Linked DNA regions of Mus musculus: all the other regions are linked to region 2. A link is a contact called in public Hi-C, HiChIP or PLAC-seq, Micro-C and promoter capture Hi-C data. All regions are on one chromosome and are shown on one strand. The core of a region is the stretch at or near the end of the contact, and the rest is flanking DNA. Distances in the headings are between cores, read along the strand shown.

The links. Promoter capture Hi-C pulls out the DNA fragments that hold promoters and counts their contacts. Hi-C and Micro-C count contacts between places; a contact is called where the count stands out from the background. HiChIP or PLAC-seq counts read pairs in DNA pulled down with a chosen protein or histone mark.
Region 1: a promoter capture Hi-C map of neural stem cells shows a contact between it and region 2. The contact joins the promoter of Spc25 here to the promoter of Cers6 in region 2. A contact is called at or near these places in 16 of 39 promoter capture datasets (the 3T3-L1 cell line, 3T3-L1-derived adipocytes, the HPC-7 cell line and 11 more), 16 of 484 Hi-C or Micro-C datasets (the HPC-7 cell line, Th1 cells, embryonic stem cells and 9 more), 10 of 115 datasets of contacts at active chromatin or transcription factors (the NIH/3T3 cell line, astrocytes, bone marrow-derived macrophages and 7 more) and 3 of 9 other capture datasets (adipose tissue, liver and pancreatic islet).
Region 3: a contact with region 2 is called in a Hi-C map of nephron progenitors, with 2.9 times the contacts expected there. The contact joins the enhancer-like site here to the promoter of Cers6 in region 2. A contact is called at or near these places in 1 of 484 Hi-C or Micro-C datasets (nephron progenitors), 7 of 115 datasets of contacts at active chromatin or transcription factors (bone marrow-derived macrophages, embryonic hindbrain, embryonic limb bud and 4 more) and 1 of 9 other capture datasets (macrophages).
Region 4: a contact with region 2 is called in an H3K4me3 HiChIP or PLAC-seq map of bone marrow-derived macrophages, with 4 times the contacts expected there. The contact joins the enhancer-like site here to the promoter of Cers6 in region 2. A contact is called at or near these places in 2 of 39 promoter capture datasets (cranial neural crest and hippocampal neurons) and 4 of 115 datasets of contacts at active chromatin or transcription factors (bone marrow-derived dendritic cells, bone marrow-derived macrophages, embryonic forebrain and 1 more).
Region 5: a promoter capture Hi-C map of liver shows a contact between it and region 2. The contact joins the promoter of Nostrin here to the promoter of Cers6 in region 2. A contact is called at or near these places in 13 of 39 promoter capture datasets (the 3T3-L1 cell line, 3T3-L1-derived adipocytes, the HPC-7 cell line and 8 more), 1 of 15 datasets of contacts at CTCF or cohesin (the NIH/3T3 cell line), 1 of 484 Hi-C or Micro-C datasets (extraembryonic endoderm stem cells), 12 of 115 datasets of contacts at active chromatin or transcription factors (the SCID.adh cell line, bone marrow-derived dendritic cells, bone marrow-derived macrophages and 8 more) and 2 of 9 other capture datasets (adipose tissue and liver).
Region 6: a Micro-C map of embryonic stem cells shows a contact between it and region 2, with 4 times the contacts expected there. The contact joins the promoter of Stk39 here to the promoter of Cers6 in region 2. A contact is called at or near these places in 10 of 484 Hi-C or Micro-C datasets (CD4 T cells, CD8 T cells, Sertoli cells and 4 more).

Annotation. Positions count from the first base shown.
Region 1 is chr2:69,204,752-69,207,640 of GRCm38.p6, reverse strand. It overlaps Spc25 (SPC25, NDC80 kinetochore complex component, homolog (S. cerevisiae)), which reads left to right and starts at 1,428. Exons shown (of 7, transcript NM_001199124.2): 1 at 1,428-1,577; 2 at 2,463-2,615; 3 at 2,720-2,785. The coding sequence starts at 2,477.
Region 2 is chr2:68,860,108-68,863,090 of GRCm38.p6, reverse strand. It overlaps Cers6 (ceramide synthase 6), which reads right to left and starts at 1,650. Exons shown (of 10, transcript NM_172856.4): 1 at 1,286-1,650. The coding sequence starts at 1,455.
Region 3 is chr2:69,154,253-69,157,341 of GRCm38.p6, reverse strand. It overlaps Nostrin (nitric oxide synthase trafficker), which reads right to left. Exons shown (of 16, transcript NM_181547.3): 4 at 1,167-1,229; 5 at 888-969. Among named protein-coding and RNA genes, the nearest start is that of Nostrin, 20 kb to the right of the region's middle. Within about 2 kb of position 1,676, at least 7 of the 459 cell types and tissues checked have an H3K27ac peak or open chromatin away from gene starts, as enhancers often do. A contact at or near this core is called in nephron progenitors, where this site is marked.
Region 4 is chr2:69,357,830-69,360,857 of GRCm38.p6, reverse strand. No RefSeq gene overlaps it. Among named protein-coding and RNA genes, the nearest start is that of Abcb11, 17 kb to the right of the region's middle. Within about 2 kb of position 1,362, at least 3 of the 459 cell types and tissues checked have an H3K27ac peak or open chromatin away from gene starts, as enhancers often do. A contact at or near this core is called in bone marrow-derived macrophages, where this site is marked.
Region 5 is chr2:69,134,125-69,137,312 of GRCm38.p6, reverse strand. Nostrin (nitric oxide synthase trafficker) reads right to left here and starts at 1,513. Exons shown (of 16, transcript NM_181547.3): 1 at 1,397-1,513. The coding sequence starts at 1,423.
Region 6 is chr2:68,470,317-68,473,376 of GRCm38.p6, reverse strand. Stk39 (serine/threonine kinase 39) reads left to right here and starts at 1,396. Exons shown (of 18, transcript NM_016866.2): 1 at 1,396-1,743. The coding sequence starts at 1,500. Gm13596 (a long non-coding RNA gene) reads right to left here and starts at 413. Exons shown (of 4, transcript XR_866392.3): 1 at 1-413.

The DNA.
Region 1 (2,889 bases), core at 179-2,678, 340 kb before region 2:
TTGTCCAGACTTCATAGTCTTGATTTTCAGTTCTTTTTTTGTTTTGTTTTGTTTTTTTTGGGGGGGGGGGTTTGAGACAGGGTTTCTCTGTGTAGCCCTGGCTGTCCTGGAACTCACTCTGTAGACCAGGCTGGCCTCAAACCCAGAAATCCATCTGCCTCTGCCTCCTGAGTGCTGGGATTAAAGGCGTGCACCACTTGGGGATAAAATAGCCATAATCTGGTAGCTTAATCTTATAGTTGGCATTTGGATGCTTAAAGGGAATCAAAGAAATATTAGTATGGTCTACAAGCAAAGGGTTATTTTCAGAAACAATTATCATAATCAAAGATGAAAATAACAATAATTTTTTTTTAATATTGACCATCTCAAGTTCCTTGTTTTCTCTTTCTTTTCTTTTTTCTTTCTTTTTTTTTTTTTTTTTTTTTTTTTTTGGTTTTTCAAGACAGGGTTTCTCTGTGTAGCCCTGGCTGTCCTGGAACTCACTCTGTAGACCTGGCTGGCCTCGAACTCAGAAATCCGCCTGCCTCTGCCTTCCAAGGGCTGGGATTAAACGCGTGTGCCACCACACTTCAAGTTCCTTTTCTTTAAAGGGCATATTCTCAATTCCCTATCTTTCTCAGTTTTACAAAGAAAGATGTAGTTAGCAAGTCTGTTTCATCTGTGAAGTTGTCTTCTAACAAATCTTAGCTTAAAATCTTTACTATTTTTTAAAATTATGTGTATTTTTAATTATATGTTTAATAACTTGGTGGCTTCCATCTGTCTCTCTTCAGGGAGCACCGGTTACTTTAGTATACAGTGTTCTGATCCCATTCAGTTTGAAGTTCTGCGAGATCCAGGAGCTTGTTTTTGCCAGTAGGTCTTAAAATCAACAGCTGAAGGACTGGCGACATGGCTCAAAGTTGCAGGGCGTCTGCTCCTCAGGCAGAGGAGAGGAGTTTGATTATCAGTGGCTCACAACTGTTCCAGGGGATCCGATGCCCCCTTCTGTAAACACGTTCAAACATAAAAATTAAATAAGTAAAATACTCACGATAAATCAATGTTAGAAAAGCTTGGGAAATTCAAACATTAAGTTTGGGTAAATAGTTTGGTAACTTTCAGGATGTTTCAGCCTAATCAATCATAACTGGAGTCTGTTCAAGAGGATTTTCCGTCATTTCCAAAATAAAACGAGTGCAAGGAAGAAGGAAGTATATGTCATAAAAGAAAGCAGTTAAATTTCAATTTTTACATTTTTTTCTTCATTCTGGGGCAAGCCCTTCTACTTCACTATAGACCGCGTCCCAAGCTGTCTCAGCAAAGAACTACGAATCCCAGAATGCTCTGCTCCATAGTTGTCCGCGAGAATTCCGCAGGCCGATATCAACCAATCCTTGCACGGAGAGTCTGCCCTGTCAGCCAATCAGAAGACGGAGTTGAAGGGCGGGTAAGCAGGCGGTGGAGAGTTTGAAATTGAAAGACTGCGCGCTGGAGGAGCAGCAGACCCGGGAGCAGCAGACGGAAGAGCGGCGGGCTGGTTCCTGCCGGACAGGTCCAGTCTGGTGGAGACCGCGGCGTTCCTGGCCGCTCAGGTCGGGAGCCGTTTGAAGGGTTGTGGGGCTTCGCCGACCGCACGCCCGGGCTGAGGGAAGCCGGCCTGGGCATGTCGGCGTGGGTCCGCAGAGCCTGGAATGCGGGCGTCCGCTGTTAGCCGCGGAGTTCGGGTCCTGGCGCTGCTCGGTCCCGATCACACTCCCCTCTTCCGCCCTGCAGGGGGAGGAGTGGACGGAGCAGTCGGCCAGGGGTCTGATGCAGAAAACCTGCAGGTCTGTCTGTCCCCCAACCTCTTCGAGTCTCGGTCTCGTTGCCTGCGAGCAGGTCCTTTAGGAGAAGCGGAGTGACACCGGGGTCCTGTTAAAACATGACTTGAAAGCTTCGTGCAACCTTGTTTTGGTCATATTCTTTCCTCTCCTCCACCTCCCTTCATGCCTTCAGAACAGATTGATGCACATCCACCACAGTTAAGCCCAAATTGGCTTGGATCATCCTGTTGCTAACTACCGGACTGTTAGTGGATTATTTTTATCTTATTTTACATTTTATTAGGTTCTGGCCCAATGTTGACCAGGCTATCTTTGAACTCAAATACCTTCCTCTGCCTCTCTGCCTCTCTGCCTCCGATGTGCTGGGACAGTGCTGGGACAAAAGGCGAAAAAAGGCGTTTAGTTCACACCCTGTTGTGTTTATTTAGAAAAGGTCTCTTGTATATCAGACTGGTCCTGACGTTGGCTGACCTTTACCTCAGATTCTCCTGCCCCCAGCTGGAAATGTTGGAATTAAAGTCTGCCTTTATGCTAGCTGAGTTGCTCAATTATTAACCATTCTGTAGCAAAGTCAACCTGCAGACATAAACTCGAAAATGTGGCTTATTTGGTGTCGATAGCAACTAAAATACAGCTTTGTGCTCTGTTTTGCAGTGTCTTAAAACATAATGGGTGAAGACGAATTGGCACTCTTAAATCAAAGCATCAATGAATTTGGGGATAAGTTCAGAAACAGACTCGATGATAATCATAGTCAAGTGCTGGGACTTAGAGACGCCTTCAAGGACTCCATGAAAGCGTTTTCAGGTACTGCCAGCCCTTAACTCCTAACTTGTGGATTTTGCTGACCTTATTTATTTTTTACTGTTATTTCAGCGGGATTCAAATATCTCTTGTAATTTGTCTTTCAGAAAAGATGTCTTTGAAATTAAAGGAAGAAGAGAGGATGACTGAGATGATTCTGGAGTATAAAAACCGTATGTGAATCGTGTGTAGATTAGCTTTTAGATTGAAGGTCTTTATCGTGAAATCTTAAGTAAGACAGTGTTGTGAGTGTTCGTACATTCACACACATGCATAG
Region 2 (2,983 bases), core at 401-2,900:
TAAAATAGAGGCTGTCCCTTTGTGCGAGTCAATTTCAGCATGGCAACAGCTGACTTACTTCATAATCAACAACACTGCCCATTGAAAACTACACCTTCCTTAGCACAAAACATACTTTTTTAGTTCCCAGGAAGCTTAGCTGCTATTTCAGGCAACAAAAGACACAAAAGATACATTCTGACATTCTCAATAATGGATTTAGGCAAACCAACAGTAAACAAGATAGCAGCAGCCTGAGCAACAGCCAAGGTGAGCTGGAGGCAGGGAAGGGAGGTTAGAGTAGAAATGGATATTTGTGATCTAAGAAATCAGCCTTCGCTGATGAATGGAGGTGGGAGGAGGAAAGAGGAAGGCGATTTTTTTTTCAGTTAAAAGAAAGAAGTGTGCGGTGCTGATTTTGTTTCACGAGTAAGTGTTGAATGCACAGCAGGCAAGATCTAGTTCTGTGACTTAAGGCTGACTCAGTGAGAGTAGCACAAGTTTGTGTGCAGTTACAATGGCGAGATCTAACCAAATCGAGGACTCATACCAAAAATTATGAGACAATTCTTTTAACGTTTCAAGTGTCTTCCGGTACCAGCAAGACGCTTATGATTAGTCACGGGGTCCTACTATCGATTCAAATGACTATTTCGAGGGGCACCGGTCCTGTTCTGCCCTCTTTTAAAGAAACCAGTAGCGATCCGGAGTGCTGTCGTCACCTATTTCCCAGGACCCAGGGCCTAAAACTCCGTGTCACGGATGGAAGCCAGGGAGCAAGCTAAAGCCAAAGGTCCGAGCAAATTCTTCTGCAGCGCGGCCCGCGTGCGTGCAAGAGTGGAAGGGCTGGAAGTGTGTGCGCTCCTCCTCCCTCCGGGCCGCGCGTCCCCATCGTTCCAGGCTGTCAGGTGGGTGGCGGCGAGCCTCGGAGGAGAAGCCCAATCTGGAAGCGCCTAGTGCCGGCTCGGAGGGAGCCGGCCGAGCCCTCGGCGCAGCGGTTCCCCGCGGCCAGCCTCCGCTCACCTTTGTTCGCCGACCCTCTCTAGGAGGAGGAAGCCGGGAAAGGAGGAGCGCGGGCGGTGACCAAGCGCCCTGCCGCCCCTTCGTGGCGCCCCGGAGGAAATCCGCGGTCGAGTTGGACCCTCTCTAGCTCCCTAGAAGTCAGCCTGGCCGAGGGATCGGGACCCCACAGAGAACACAAAGGTTGGGAGGTGTGAGCCCAAGCGCGGGGGCGTGCGCCACGGAGCAGGCGAGTGTGCACGCGTGTGCGTGTGTGCGGGAGAGCAGGCACTTCGGCCCTTCTTACCTCTCGAAGATGAGCCGCACCATGAAGATGCAGAAGGCCAAGGGGAAGGCAAGGTAGAGGTCCTCCGCCTGCGGAAAGGTGGCTTCCTCCGTGTTCTTCAGGTCTGCCCAGGTGACATTGTGCGGAAGCCAAAACCGCTCGTTCCAGAACCAGGCTAAGATCCCTGCCATCTTGCTTTGTCCACTCCGGTGTCGCTGCTCCCGCGCTCCTCCGAGCTCTCTGCAGCTCAGGGCACTGGGGATGCGCGCTGGGTTGGCCGGGAGCCTTTGCCGCTGCCGCTCCGCCTGCCGCCGCCTCCTCTGTGGCCGCTGCACTCTCAGGCTCCGCGATCCGCTCCACTCCTCCCTCTGGCCGCGCTGGGAAAAGGGCCGCCTCGCCTGTCACGTGGCAGCCTGGCCGCACGCCCTGATTGGCTAGTGTTCCCGTCAAGCACCGAGGCACACGCGGCCGGCTCGCCCACGCCCTGGGAGCTGCGGGCCGCGCTCTGGCTCTGGACCCGCACCTGGAGCGCGTCCCGCACCTCTGTCCCAGCCCCAAGTTGGGTCGCACCTGGTTAGAACGCCAGCTCCTGCCCCACTGGAGTGTCTGCGCTCTTGTCCTCTTCCTGAGCGCAGGGAGGCGAAAAGGAGCCTGGCAGGGGCCGAGCTTCCAGAGAGAGCCCTGCGCTGAAAAAGAACCCCAGAAGAAGAAGTAGGGGGCGCAAAGGCGAAGGAGGAAGGAGTGGGAGGGGAAGGATCATCCTCTCCAGTGCTAAAAGAAAATCAGGAACTGGGGCTGGATGATTTGGCAAGAGACTTCTGCCTCCGACCCGCACCTCACCCCCCTCCTTGACCTTCCTGGCACGTTTTACACTACTGCTTCCCCTTGAGCTGGGTCCCCCAAGGAACAAGGCTCCTAATTTTGATTTATGAAGTAGCACAAGAAATTAGGCATTTATGATTGATTAATGAATTGCTTGATGATGGTGTCTAATGGTGATAGCAGCTAGTAACGGCAGCATTATGGGGAACTGCGCCAGTAACCTCTGAAAATACTGTGGGAACCACATTTTGACTTGGTAGATAATGGGGGCAGGAGTATTTATTCCTCCTCTCCCTGCCTTTAAACCAAACTCTCAAGGCCTCCTGATTCTCACCTCCTGTTCTTTATTGAACTTCCATTCATGCCTTCCCCACCCAATGAAGTCACTCAAGGTCAGCTGTGATTGCAAAGGTCAGTTCCTGCCTTAATTCAGGCTGTTTGTTTTGACATATGGCTCAATCAATGAAAATGCGTTCCTCATACTTGCAGAGGCAAAGTCCAAAGCCAAAGTTCTAGGCAATCTAAGGGGTGGCAAAGACACCCTTCCTGGACTCTTCCTGACAGGTGATTGTCTTCGCAGAGAATTTCTTGTTGCAGAGACAGAGAGACTGCACCCGTGTGTCATCTGACTAGGGCTCCAACCAAGGTTTCATCCTCATAAGTTAATTACATCCCAAGATTTCATTCTCATAAACTAATTACATCCCAAGGGCTTAGCCTCCAAATGCCAGTGCACTGAATTTGGGGAGAACACATTCAGTCCCTAGCAGTTCTCTTTGGATGGTCGATGACTACTCTCTCCTCCAGACCTGTCCTTCCTGTGGTCACGGCTCAGTCCAAAAGGAAGCAGCCACTTTCCTCTTGCTTGCATACTTCCTTTCTAACATCACAAATTCA
Region 3 (3,089 bases), core at 427-2,926, 290 kb before region 2:
AAGTGAGAGTGGGTACCCAGAGAGGCGTCAAGAGAGCACTGGATGCCTGCTGTTGGAATTACAAATGGTTGTGAGCTACCCGATATGGGTGTCGGGATTAAATTTCCAGTCTTCCATAAGAGCAGATCCTGTTTGTAACCACTGAGCCATCTTTCTAAAATCCACTATATATGTATGTTATCTTCACAGTGCTGAATATTGAATTCAAGGCCAAAAACATGCTGTCCCAGAGCTAGGTCCCTGGCTCTCCTATAAACCTTTTAATGACTCTATCTTAGTCTATTGCTTGACTTCTTCAGACTTATTTTTAATGATAAAGTAGTTGCTCCCTACTATTTTTTTCACTATATTGCCAACACTGTGTTAACAAACATTATTGTTTATTATTATTATTATTATTATTATTAATTATTTTCATTATAAATTTCTGAGACTCACTATTACTGTAGCCTTTTGCTCTGTGGGCCATAGACAGAAATCTTGCTCATGTGTTTATTTCTTTAGTCCTTTTGAGTCACTGTCTCAAGCTGTTTTGGAAAATGCTGTGTAATCAAGTCTGATCTTGAACTCTCTATTCCCCTGCCCCCACAACCCAAGTGCAGAGATTTACAGGCACGCAGCACGGCCCCCAGCTTTGTTTTTAAACACAGGACCTCAGTATATAGTCCTGGTTGGCTTGAAATTTATTAGCCTAGAATGCATAGAAATTCACCTTCTTCTGCCTCGTGAATTTGTTTGGTTTGTTTGTTTGTTTGTTAGGAATGTTTTATTATGTTGGGGTTTGAATCTCGGGCCTGGGGTACATGAGGAGGGTGCCTTAGCCACTGAGTATTCCCTAGCTCTACTGATTTTGCCTTTAAGGGAAAAGCGCAGCCTGGTGGTCTCACCGACTTTCTCTTCTTCTCTTGCATACTCAGGACCTGGTGTGTTGGCTTTATCGCTTCCAACTCAATTGCTTTGCCAAGTTTTCTGGAAATAGAAAATTGTCTTGGGTTTATATCTACTGTCCAAATTCGTTTCCGGGGAGATAAGTGAGTGGCAGGTTACAGCTTATCAATTCAGGGCAGGATTGAAGGGGAATACTGACACCCACCCACTCTAAGTAGGGACAAAGGTATGGGGAGGGTAGGAGAGGGCGAGGGGATGGTGTTACTGGAAGCACTCACTGATGGAGGTCTGCTGCAGACTTCATGCTCTCTGAGGCCCAGGCCCAAGCAGTGCTGAGACAGCTGGAGACAGAAAGGGGTGGGATGGAGGTGGGGGTCATTCTCTGGTGAGCTCTGAGAAATCAAACACCACAGCCCACAAGCTGCCTCCACCCTCACATTGGCTCCCTGGCTGGGGTTTCAGTTTCTCCAGGAGATTAAATTCAGCCAGTATATTTATTTGTGCCACAGACATTCTACACACTGACTGCTCCCGCTCCCGACCCCAGGGTTGATGCCTTTTTTTTTTTTCTTTTCATTTAGATTTTCATCTTCTATTTTGTGTCTGCAGAAAATCAGGGAAATAAAGTGACCAAGGAAGAGAGCAGGTAGGTGTGGTGTGTGTGTGTGTGTGTGTGTGTAACTTTAGAAGACTCTCAATGAAAATCTCTTCAGGTCCCCTTATAGATAAATAAAGCAAGTCTTTGAGGACGTAAGTGGCAAAGGATGGAAGTGACTGCAGGATGTGAGCAGAGTCCCTGGCACAGGTGCCCACTGCTCTTGAAATTGGAGCCCCAGTCTTGCACCATCCTGACTTTTAGGCCAGCCTCAGATCTTTCCTGGTCCTGTGTGTAATAAACACAAAGGTCACAAATATTCCTGGGGGCCTATAGGGAGGACAGGAAGCCTAGTGTTATCTCCTCTCACAGCAGGAGTCAGCTCTAGGGAGTCCATAAGGAGTCCTCTCAAGTCAGGGCAAACTAAAAAGTCGGTTAACTGCAGGGACAGAGCACATGCCAATTTTAAGAGGGAGGAAGGGAGGAAGCTGCCTTTCTACCAGAAGTGGAATGGATCCAAGGTGGGCCTCCAGTGGCCTAATCTGCATCTTGCACTGGACCATAAGAAAACCAGGCCGGGCAGTGGTGGCGCACGCCTTTAATTCCAGCACTTGGGAGGCAGAGGCAGGTGGATTTCTGAGTTTGAGGCCAGCCTGGTCTACAGAGTGAGTTCCAGGACAGCCAGGGCTACACAGAGAAACCCTGTCTTGAAAAAACTAAAAAGAAAGAAAGAAAGAGAGAGAGGGAGAAAGAGAGAGAGAGAGAGAGAGAGAGAGAGAGAGAGAGAGAGAGAGAGAGAGAGAGAGAGAGAGAGAGAGAGAGAGAGAGAAAGAAAACCAGACCAAGTGCCAGGGTTTTTACAATCTAAAGCAACACCAGAGAGTTGCCTAGTGTATGTTTCCAGGGACAGGAACACACAGAAGAGACAAAAGTAATATACACGCATATGAAAGGCCTCAGTGGTTGTTTGGTGCTGGCCAGGGCAGAGGTGTGAACAGAAAGAAGCAACCTGGAGTGGGTTGAAAAATGTCTGACCCTGGTGATGGTCAGTTACGTGGTATACACGTCAGTTAGACTGGACTCAACCCTACATTTAAAATCAGCTCTGCTGGACAACGTGACTCACCCCTGTAATCCCAGCAACTGGGAGGCGGTGGCAGAAGGATCAGATTGTCTGAGGTTACACAAGGAGTTTGAGATCAGCCTGGGCTCCATGGACTCCACCAACAAATAAGTGCTTATTATTTCATGTAAATTAAACCAAATATAATTGTTTTTCTAAGGATACGAGGGACTACGGAGAAGTGCGCAGGTGACTGCACAGACACTGGACAGCTTGGCACGAAATGCATCCTGGGTGTGGGCCTCAGAGAGTCCAGAGCCCGGATCTGAAAGCAGATATTCCTGGCTGCAGGTTTTCTGTGTGATCCTGGAAGACTCACTCAGCTTCTCTGAGCCTCATTTAACTGACCTTGTAAACGATAAATGCACGGGGATATCTGTGAAAGCATCTAATACGGATTCTGATACAGAGAAACAATCAACCAACTTTTATCACTAAATACCACATTACTGCTGGCTCACTGGCCATTCTGAACATGCTGGC
Region 4 (3,028 bases), core at 113-2,612, 500 kb before region 2:
CAGCGCCATAGTTGGAACAACAATATGAACCAACCAGTACCCTCAGAGCTCCCAGGGACTAAACTACCCTCCAAAGAGTATACATGGAGGGACCCATGGCTCCAGATGCATATGTAGCAGAGGATGGCCTTATTGGACATCAATGGAAGGAAAGGCCCTTGGTCCTGAGAAGGCTTGATGCTCCAGTGTAGGGGAATGCCAGGACAGGGAAGCAGGAGTGGGTGGGTTGGTGAGCAGGGGAAGGGGGGATGGGATAGGGGGGTTAACCAGGAAAGGGTTGTTGACATTTGAAATGTAAACAAAGAAAATATCTAATTAAAAAGAATTCAATCCTAAGCATCCCCTATTAGATAGAGAGACTTATCAAAGAGAAATGTACTATGTCACAAGAAAAGGCATCCTTTCCCACATTATAGGAACCCAGTTGGGCAAGAGTAGTGTCTTGACACATTGGTATGGCTTTTGTAGTAGACAAAGCAGGCAGTTTCAGGGTGACACCGAGTAGATGAAAACTTCAGAACCAGTAAGCCAGCTTCAATTAAATGTTGTCCTTTATAAGAGTTGCCTTAGTCATGGTTTCTCTTTACAGCAATGGAAACCAAAGGGGTAAATGTCTTAGTAGAGAGATGCCCATGTGGGGGCACAGCAGGCTCCAGGAGCAAGAGGGGACACTTACTGAGTAGGAGAGAAAAGATAAATGATTACAGCAGATGTAAGGGAGAGGTGGCTGAAGAGGTAGACTCTAGAATTTGGAGTCAAATATGGTGGGTGGCAGAAGTCAGCAGAAAAAAATGATCCACATATACTTTAGGAGAATCAAATCAACAACTTGATTCCATTAGAGAGGCTGAGTTCTTTGGGAGGGAGTTCGTGTGTGTCCCTCCTGAGTTTTGAGCACCAGATGAGTGATTGTTTCTATGATAGCTTATTTATTTATTATTGTGTCTTCTTTGGGCTTTAAGCTTCATTCATTTATTATTGGTTCTCTTTTGGACTGTAAGCTTCATGAGACCATACCTATTTTGCTTGTAATCTTTGTCTTCAGTGCCTATCCAAATGTCAGACTTTTCTTTAGTGACCAACAGTCTTTGATTAAAAGACTCTTATTGCAACAAATAAATTGTAAGGAAATCAGATTGGGGAAGACATATCCTAGTATGGTTCTTCTTAAGGAACAATGAGCTGTGTTTCCAACCCATGTTCATACATTCCAGTAGTTAGTTAACCCCTTCTTCCCTAGTTCTTTGCTTCCCTATGTGTGTCACGAATGTGGATTGCCTCCCAGAGTCTATGCTCTGAGAGGGAAGAATGGAAAACTGATGGCAGTCAAGGAGAAGGAGAAGTCTTCGGCTTATGAGTCAAGAGTTTCCAGTAATAAGGAAGAGAAACTAAACCCACTGGATTATTTGGGGACTCTCAGAGAGGCCATAGATTCACAAGAGAAAGCAATCATAAATGTTAGGACAATGTGAGATAAATAAAAACAAAGAACCAAGGGCCCAGGAAGTAAGATACAGTCTGACAGATACAACAAAAACTCGGCTGCAGGTCCTTGGAAGGGAGAAATTTTTATTTTTTAATTGAAAGATTTACATTTTCATTTTCCCTTTCATGGAAAATAGATTCTCTTCTTATGCAATATGACCTGATTACAGATTCCCTTCCCTCCACTCCTCCTAGTTACTCCTCATCTTCTCTCCTATCTGCATCCTTTCTGTCTCTCATTGGAAAAGCACAGACTTCTAAGAGGTAACAACAAAACATTATAAGATAAGAGATAATAAGATAAAATATAAACCATCACATCGATGTTGGACAAGGCAAACTCATGGAAGGAAAAGAGCCCAAGGGAAGGAACAGGAATTAGTGGCCTGCTTATTCCCACATTCAGGAATCCCATAACAATACTAAGGTTGGAGCATAATCTGCATGCAGAGGGGCCGATCCCCGCCCATGCTGGCCTTGTGCTTGCTGCTTCCATCTCAGTGAGTCCATGTGAGCTTCGCTCAGGTGATTTAGAGGGCCATAGACTCTTTGTGTCCTCCATTCCCTCGAGCTCTTACTCCCTTTCTGCCTTCTCTTCTGTGGGGTCCCCTGAGCTTTGAAGAGAGTGAATTGATGATCCCACTTAGAGCTGAGTGTTCCAAGGTCCCTCTCCCTCTCCCTCTCCCTCTCCCTCTCCCTCTCCCTCTCCCTCTCCCTCTCCCTCTCCCTCTCCCTCTCCCTCTCCCTCTCCCTCTCCCTCTCCCTCTCCCTCTCCCTCTCCCTCTCCCTCTCCCTCTCCCTCTCCCTCTCCCTCTCCCTCTCCCTCTCCCTCTCCCTCTCCCTCTCCCTCTCCCTCTCTCTCTCTCTCTCTCTCTCATTAAGGGTCTCTGTATTTGTTAGAAAGTGGGGAAATTTTTAAATGAATTCAATGGAGGAATGAAGAAAAAGGGGTACATTTCTTCAGAGGTGGAAGTTTTAAGGAGTTTAGAGGCTTAAAGTCGTAAAGGTAAGAATGGAGAAACAACATTGCAAATGATAAGGTGTGTAAATTTACGATATGTAAATCCCCACACGTGATCTTATTTTATGTCGATAGCCATCTGATCACACATGGTTCAACAACAAGCAAACAATAAGCCAAAATAATCAGTGTAAAAACTAGTCTTCAAGATGGCGTACTTTGCTTAAGATCCTGCCATATCTACACTCTAGCATCCAGAACAGCTTCTTTCATTGTCAACTGTTTGGAGCCACCAGGTGGAGCATGATTTTTTTTTTTTTCTGGGCTTGAGGTAGATGTAGGGATCCTGCTCTTTAGCCATTACTTTTAGCCAAAGGTGCAGATCACCATCATCCTAGTCTTCTTGGTGATGCTGTGGGTAAACCATACCAGCATGATGATCAACTGAATGGCTGGCTAAGCCACATATAATTGAGATCGACAATAAGAAATTCAAGAAATGGGAATGAGGGGGGACAGAAGATCTTACTGCCATAATAGTGTTTGTAAATGAGTCACAACACATGAGGCCCTCACATGAGG
Region 5 (3,188 bases), core at 264-2,763, 270 kb before region 2:
AACCTAGTTGGTCCTGCCTCCTGTCTCCCTCTCTTTTGTCTATTGTACTATCTCGGCATTGACTTTCTCTTTAAATACTTGCCAGTACCAAGTGTTTGCCTCAACTTATCTGGGTGTCACCTGAACCAGGGAAAACATCACCAGAATCCATGTGAGACAGGCGAGGATTTAAAAGTGTAGTAGGGTGCAAATACAAAGAGAAAAGAACAAATTTCTCTAAAAGGTTACCCATAACCACCCAATGCCGAGTAGATTGAGGCTGTGTGCCAAAGTAAGGGGTGAGGTGGGGGTTCACTCAATATTGTCATTCAAGTGTGGTGTTGGAATCTGTGTATTCATTAAGCATATCTTTTTAATGCTTAATGGAACTGGTGCTACGCTATCTTCTTAATCTCTTAGATGTTTGCCTCACTTCAGCCTCAGGATTCTTGAACTAGGTTTGTCCAATAGCAGTTGGAATTCCACCTCTCCTAAGCCCATGGTTTCCTTGCCCTTTGAATAAACAACAAGGAAAGCTGCATCCTCTGCTGATCATGGCTTCCTCACAGATTTCTCCTATTTGCTTTTCCACAGGCTGGTTGGTTGGTTTGTTTCTTTCAATAAAATATATGAACCATGGCTACAATTCCTGGCTTCTGAGGTCACCAAGTTTTTCGCTTTACAGCTTGGGTAAGACATTGAAAATCCTTGATTACTTTGGTTTCGGAACAAATTTCCCTTCCCTTTATTTCCTTTGCATCTTGTCTCCTAGGTCAAATCTCTGCCACTAATAATACATTAGTGACTGTGCTGTGTGTCTTTGGACTTTTGATCAATATTGTATTGGGAGGGGGGCAGGGAAGATCCCAGGACCAGAGCAAGCAGGCTGGCGAACCAGCTACCAGGCTGACACAATGGGAGTCTGTTCTGTGTCCTGAGGGCTTTTGGGATCACAACTCTCAAGCTGTTTGATTAAAAAGCAGGAATGGGTTGAAGGGTGTGGAGGGGAGGCAAATCCTTCCCTGACTCAATCTCTGAGCCCAAATGCATTGCAGACGGTCTGTGAGCTTCCCTGTCTACTCTACACACGATGTTGACTATGTTGGCACCTCATCAAGCAAGCTTTAATATTGCTTCTCAAACAGCCCCGTCTGGATCCAAGTAGGATGCTATAGACTCACCCAAATCTTTCCCCATCAATTTGAGAACTAAAGACGGCTATGACTGTCACATTTTCAAGAGGGCTCTATTTTAAGCTTAACCAAAGAAAAACCGCAGACTTCTGTTCCACAGCCAAAATCTAAACACGCCTGCTTTCTGAATGCCTCCAATTTCTGCAGCTTAGAAACCACTAATCTATAAATTTTCCCCTAGCCTCGTACACACAGGCACACACACACTGCACTGGGCTACTCACCGAACAGTCCGTCAGTGGGTCCCTCATGTTGAAATGCTGTCTGCTTTTTCTTTTACCTACGCTCGATCCAGCATGCTGGACGCTGCAATCAATCAGGTTGGGTGTGTTCTGGACTTCCGGGATTCAAAGGGCTTAGAGTACGTCAGTCCTTGTCAAACACACCAAGGAGGAAGTTCCAGCCCCTGGACTTTCATCCAGTTCATTTCCTGAAAAAGCACAGAACAGCTCTGGGTCAAAAGAGCCAGTGGGAATGGTGAGAAGCAGTCCAGTGAACTTTGAGGCCCTGAGGTGTAGCCTTGAGAGAAGGCTCAGAAGCTGGGTAGAGTTCCCCATGATCTGGATGCCTGGAATGATGGTGGAAATTGCTGGTCCAGTCATGGCTTGTATTTTCTGTGCGTTATGCTGCTCTGACCTTTGGGGTCTAGGCAAGCTAGATAGGTGAAAAGTGACAGTCACAGCTGTCTTTCGTTCTCACGTTGATTGGAGAAGGTGAGTTAAGTACGCAGCATTCCCACCTGGATCTAGGTGGGGCTGTCTGATGGTTTGCCTTGATTGACAACTGGATAGGATCTAGACTCACCTAAGAGGCTCACCTAAGAGCATGTCCGTGAGGGGGGTGTCTAGATTGAGTTAATGGAGGTGGAAAGACCGACCCTAAGTGTAGGCAGCATGATCAGATAAGCTGGGGTCCTGACCGTCAGTAAAAAGGAGAACGTGAGTGGCGGACTAGCATTCCTCTCTCTGGGACCTGTCTGCGGATGCAATAGGACCAGCTGCCCTCAAGCTCCTGCTGCCTTGCATTTCCTGTCATGATACACTGTACTTCAAACTACAGGCCACAATAAACCCTTTCCTTCTGCTTTTATCAGGCAGCTAGTCGCAGCAATGAGGACAATAACGAACACAGTAGGTCAATCCCTGAGGTGATGACAAATTTCCTATAGTCCCGGCTTTGATATGTAAATTAATGGCCCATACCCTCCTGCAATATCAAACCTCTATTTTTTCTGCTCCAAGTCACTCAGAGCTGGTACCAAACAACCTTATGAGACTGTTAACACTAAAGTGTCCAGAAGACTATCAGGAAGCAGACCATTTATGAAACACCTCTCAGGGCTGAACTGAATCCAGCCCTCACTCTCAGCCAAGCAGGACCAAGAGGCTAGGCTATTAATTTAAGCCTAAGATTGGCCTTCTTTTTTCATGGCTCAAAATGATGGGCAGAGCTGGCAATCAGTAACTTATTTTATTGTTGCTTTTAAAAATACCTTTCCCAGTTGTCAGTCCCTAGGTTTCTAATTGCCTATGGATTTATGACAATCATTTACAAGGCTCAGAGTAGCTTTGCTCTGACTTGTGACTTGTCTGAGAATAGGTTTTGTCCCCAAAGCCCCCTCAAATACTTCAGGTCTCACAGTATCTCAGCTGCACCATCCTACTGACACAACCTCCTCTCAGCTGCCTCTTGGGCCCAGGCTCTCTTTTAAGACCCTGAAGATAGTGTAGGAGAGAGAGCTAACAGTGAAAGAGGAGAGTTTACAAGAGCTGAGAGATGACTTGCCAGCCTTAGACAGGAACCACCCCTCACATACCAACAAGATTCTCTCTACTGGCCGAACCATCCATCACTGGAGGTTACAGCAATGAGCAGCTATCAGGAGACTGGAGTTGGATAGGTTATGTCAGCATAATGAGATCCAGGGATAAGAAACTCACATTCCCATTAAAGTCTTCTTTAGTTTCTGAGTTTCACATAAATATGACTGGAACCCGAGTTCTAGGATCTGCAGCA
Region 6 (3,060 bases), core at 147-2,646, 390 kb after region 2:
AGCTCTTTGAGCAAGTCATGCTAGTTGCTAGTTTATCCATCTGTCCCATAGTGCCCTAAGAGGTTAAGTAAACAGTTAACGTCATTGCTTTTGCCAGACAACTGGTTTTTCTCCTAGCAAATGTCTAAGTTTCTTTTGAATTATTTTTTAAAGAGTTTAAGGAGATTTTTATTTTTATCCCTTTAAGAGTTTCATGGCTCTCCTGTGCTTTGTTCTTTCTCAAGCCTGGCTGTCTCGTGAGAACCAGCCAGCCTAATGTCAGCCACATAACGAATACGCCTATTGAGTCAGAGTACCATTCCAGCCTGAGACAAGAATCTTTTAATAGTGGTCACCTCTGTGAGGGATGAGAGTTGAACATTCAAATGTGACACCTGCAATTAGAAAAATCTCTGGTTTTGCCACAGCTATTTTAAAGATGAGGTAATTTGGGGAGTGTTGAAAAAGCAGCATTTATTCAAAACTTTCCATTGCAGTTAATTTATGCCCCAGTAGGTTCATAGTGTTCTGTCAAGAAACTTGCTGTCTGACCTTAGGGTCTTAAAGGGTTAATGTGACTGTTTATGTATTCATTTGTACTTGGTATCGAACCAAGGACCTTAAGTGTATTAAGCTGGCACTTTACCTCCGAGCATGGTTTTAAGCACATAAAAAGTGCTGGGGATAGAACCATAGCATGCTAGGCCTGCGCTCTGATTTTGTTACACTCCTTTCTCCTCTCTACTTCTTGTAACTTCACTGCCCCTGACATCACCTTCCTAGGGTCCAAGTGTCTTTGAACAAAAGAGAAAGCCGGGGATTTAGGGAGTCGGGTTTCATTTCAGAGCAGCACTGGCGATTTCATTAGGCAAGGTGCGAAAGGGCTCCTGCCAGGTAAAGCGCCGGAAAGTTACAAGTTGGGTTATTTTTTAACCGGCGTCCTACAAAACCGACGCCGTGTAGGTAGGTGTCTCCCTCGCTAACTTGTAAAAGAACTCCAGGTTCTTTCGCTCGCTCGGGGAGAGTTAGCAGGCTGAGAATCTGGCAGCCGTTCAACGACCCCGCCCTCGGAGTCCCAGGGGGGCTTCTTCGGGAGAGTGCGATTGTCTAGGGCGGAGGCGCGGCAGGGCAGGAAGGGAGCGGGGCAAGCCCCGAAATCACCCCCCGAAGCCGCCCGGCTCCCAGCGCGTGGAAACTTCCCTGGCGGCGAGCAGGGCGGGAGGGGGCGGCGGTTCCCCTCGGCGCTGAGAGCACCGTGCGCGCGAGGATCGGGGCGCGCGGCGGGCGCGGCGGCCGCCGCCTCCTCCCGTCCCCGCCTCCGCGGCGCAGCCTCCTCCCTCCGCCCCGCTCGGCCTCCGGCTGGCTCCCTCCCCTCGTGGCAGGCTCCGGCGGCGGCGGCGGCTGCGGCGGACGGGGAGGGCGTGCGCCGGCCGAGAGGTGTGGGCGACGAGGCTAGGGAAGTTTCAAGTGGAAGGTCGTCCGCCGGCCGGCGCGTCCCCTCACTCTCCTCCCGCAGCATCATGGCGGAGCCGAGCGGCTCGCCTGTGCACGTCCAGCTTTCCCAGCAGGCGGCCCCGGTGACAGCGGCGGCGGCGACGGCCCCGGCGGCCGCGACATCAGCACCAGCCCCGGCCCCGGCCCCGGCTCCGGCGGCGTCCGCAGCCCCGGCCCCGGCTCCAGCTGCTGCTCCAGCCCCGGCCCCGGCAGCTCAGGCGGTCGGCTGGCCCATCTGCAGGGACGCGTACGAGCTCCAGGAGGTTATCGGTCAGTGCGGAGGGTGCTGCGGGGCCGGTCCAGGCCGGGCGCCGAGACTGGGCGGGAGTGGGTGCGGGATGCGGTTCTCCTGCCTGCCTGCACGCCCAGAGGCAGAGCGGCCGGCTTCGGGGCCTACCGGCTTCAACAGTTATTTTATTGTCTTTTTTAATTTTTAATTTGTCCCTTCCTTCCCTGAGCGCGGCTGCTGCAGGAGGTGGCGCGGCGGATGTGACTCGCACTGCAGACGAGCTGCAGGCTGCAAACTTTTATCTCCCGGATCGCCGGGGCGGCGGAGCTGGAACCCAGTAACGCCGCATCCTCCTCCCCCCTCGAGCCCTGGGGCCGCAGCTCGTGGCCGCTGACCACGCGGATGGGCTGCCTGGGCGGGGTGGGGATGCGGGGGCGCCGCCCTGGGCTTCCGCGCCCCCGCGCCGTGCTGGGTGAAACGCGTCCTGGGAGACCCTGCGGGCGCAGCCGCGCCTCTGCCTCCTGCCATGACCTCTCGGTGGGTAGCCCAGCCACGTAGTAGTGGCAGAGGCCCAGGCGCCTGCCCAGACCAGGGAGGATGCTGGCCTTCTTCTGACAGCCGCCGCATGCTCGCCCTGCAACCCGGCTCTGCGCGCGGTGCGCCCGGTACCTGCCTCCCTCCTTGCGGGCGCGCCGCCTGCTGCCAGCCCCGGGGCCGGTGAGCGGCCGCGCTGGCCTTCTGCCCTGCTCCGGGAGGATCTGCTGGGGTGAAACTCGAGGCTGTCCACGATCCGCGCCCAGCCTTTCGGTGTCTCCTAGGCAGCTCACTAATACCATCTTATCTTACATTTTTAAATACCTGGCAAAGTCGAAAGGCAAGAAGCCCGCGTTACTTTTCTTTGAGCCAAACACGTGTAGGGCCAGGATATTTGTGGTGTCCTCTAGCTTAGAACCTTACCTAAAGGTTCATTCACTTAGAAGTTTTGTGCCTCACCGATGCTGCCAGGCAAAGTGGGCCCCATCATATAACCTTATGAACTCTGGACTGGGGATGTTGCTGGCTCATAATCTTGATATTTAAAGATGGGGACGGGGGGAAATTCAAGTTATCTTTTTCTTTCATTTAAAAAAGATTTCTCTATTTTTCCCTTGAACAATTATAATTAACATAATTAATATAATTTCACTAGACACTCAAAGGAACCCCTTTTATGTCGTGTGTGAATGAGACTTCCAGCAATGCATAAATATACATAAATATATACATACATATATATGTATATATGTATGTATCTATTTGTGTGTTTGATAGGCAGAAATGTGTATATGTGTAGTAATTATGTACTTTGGTATGCAAAG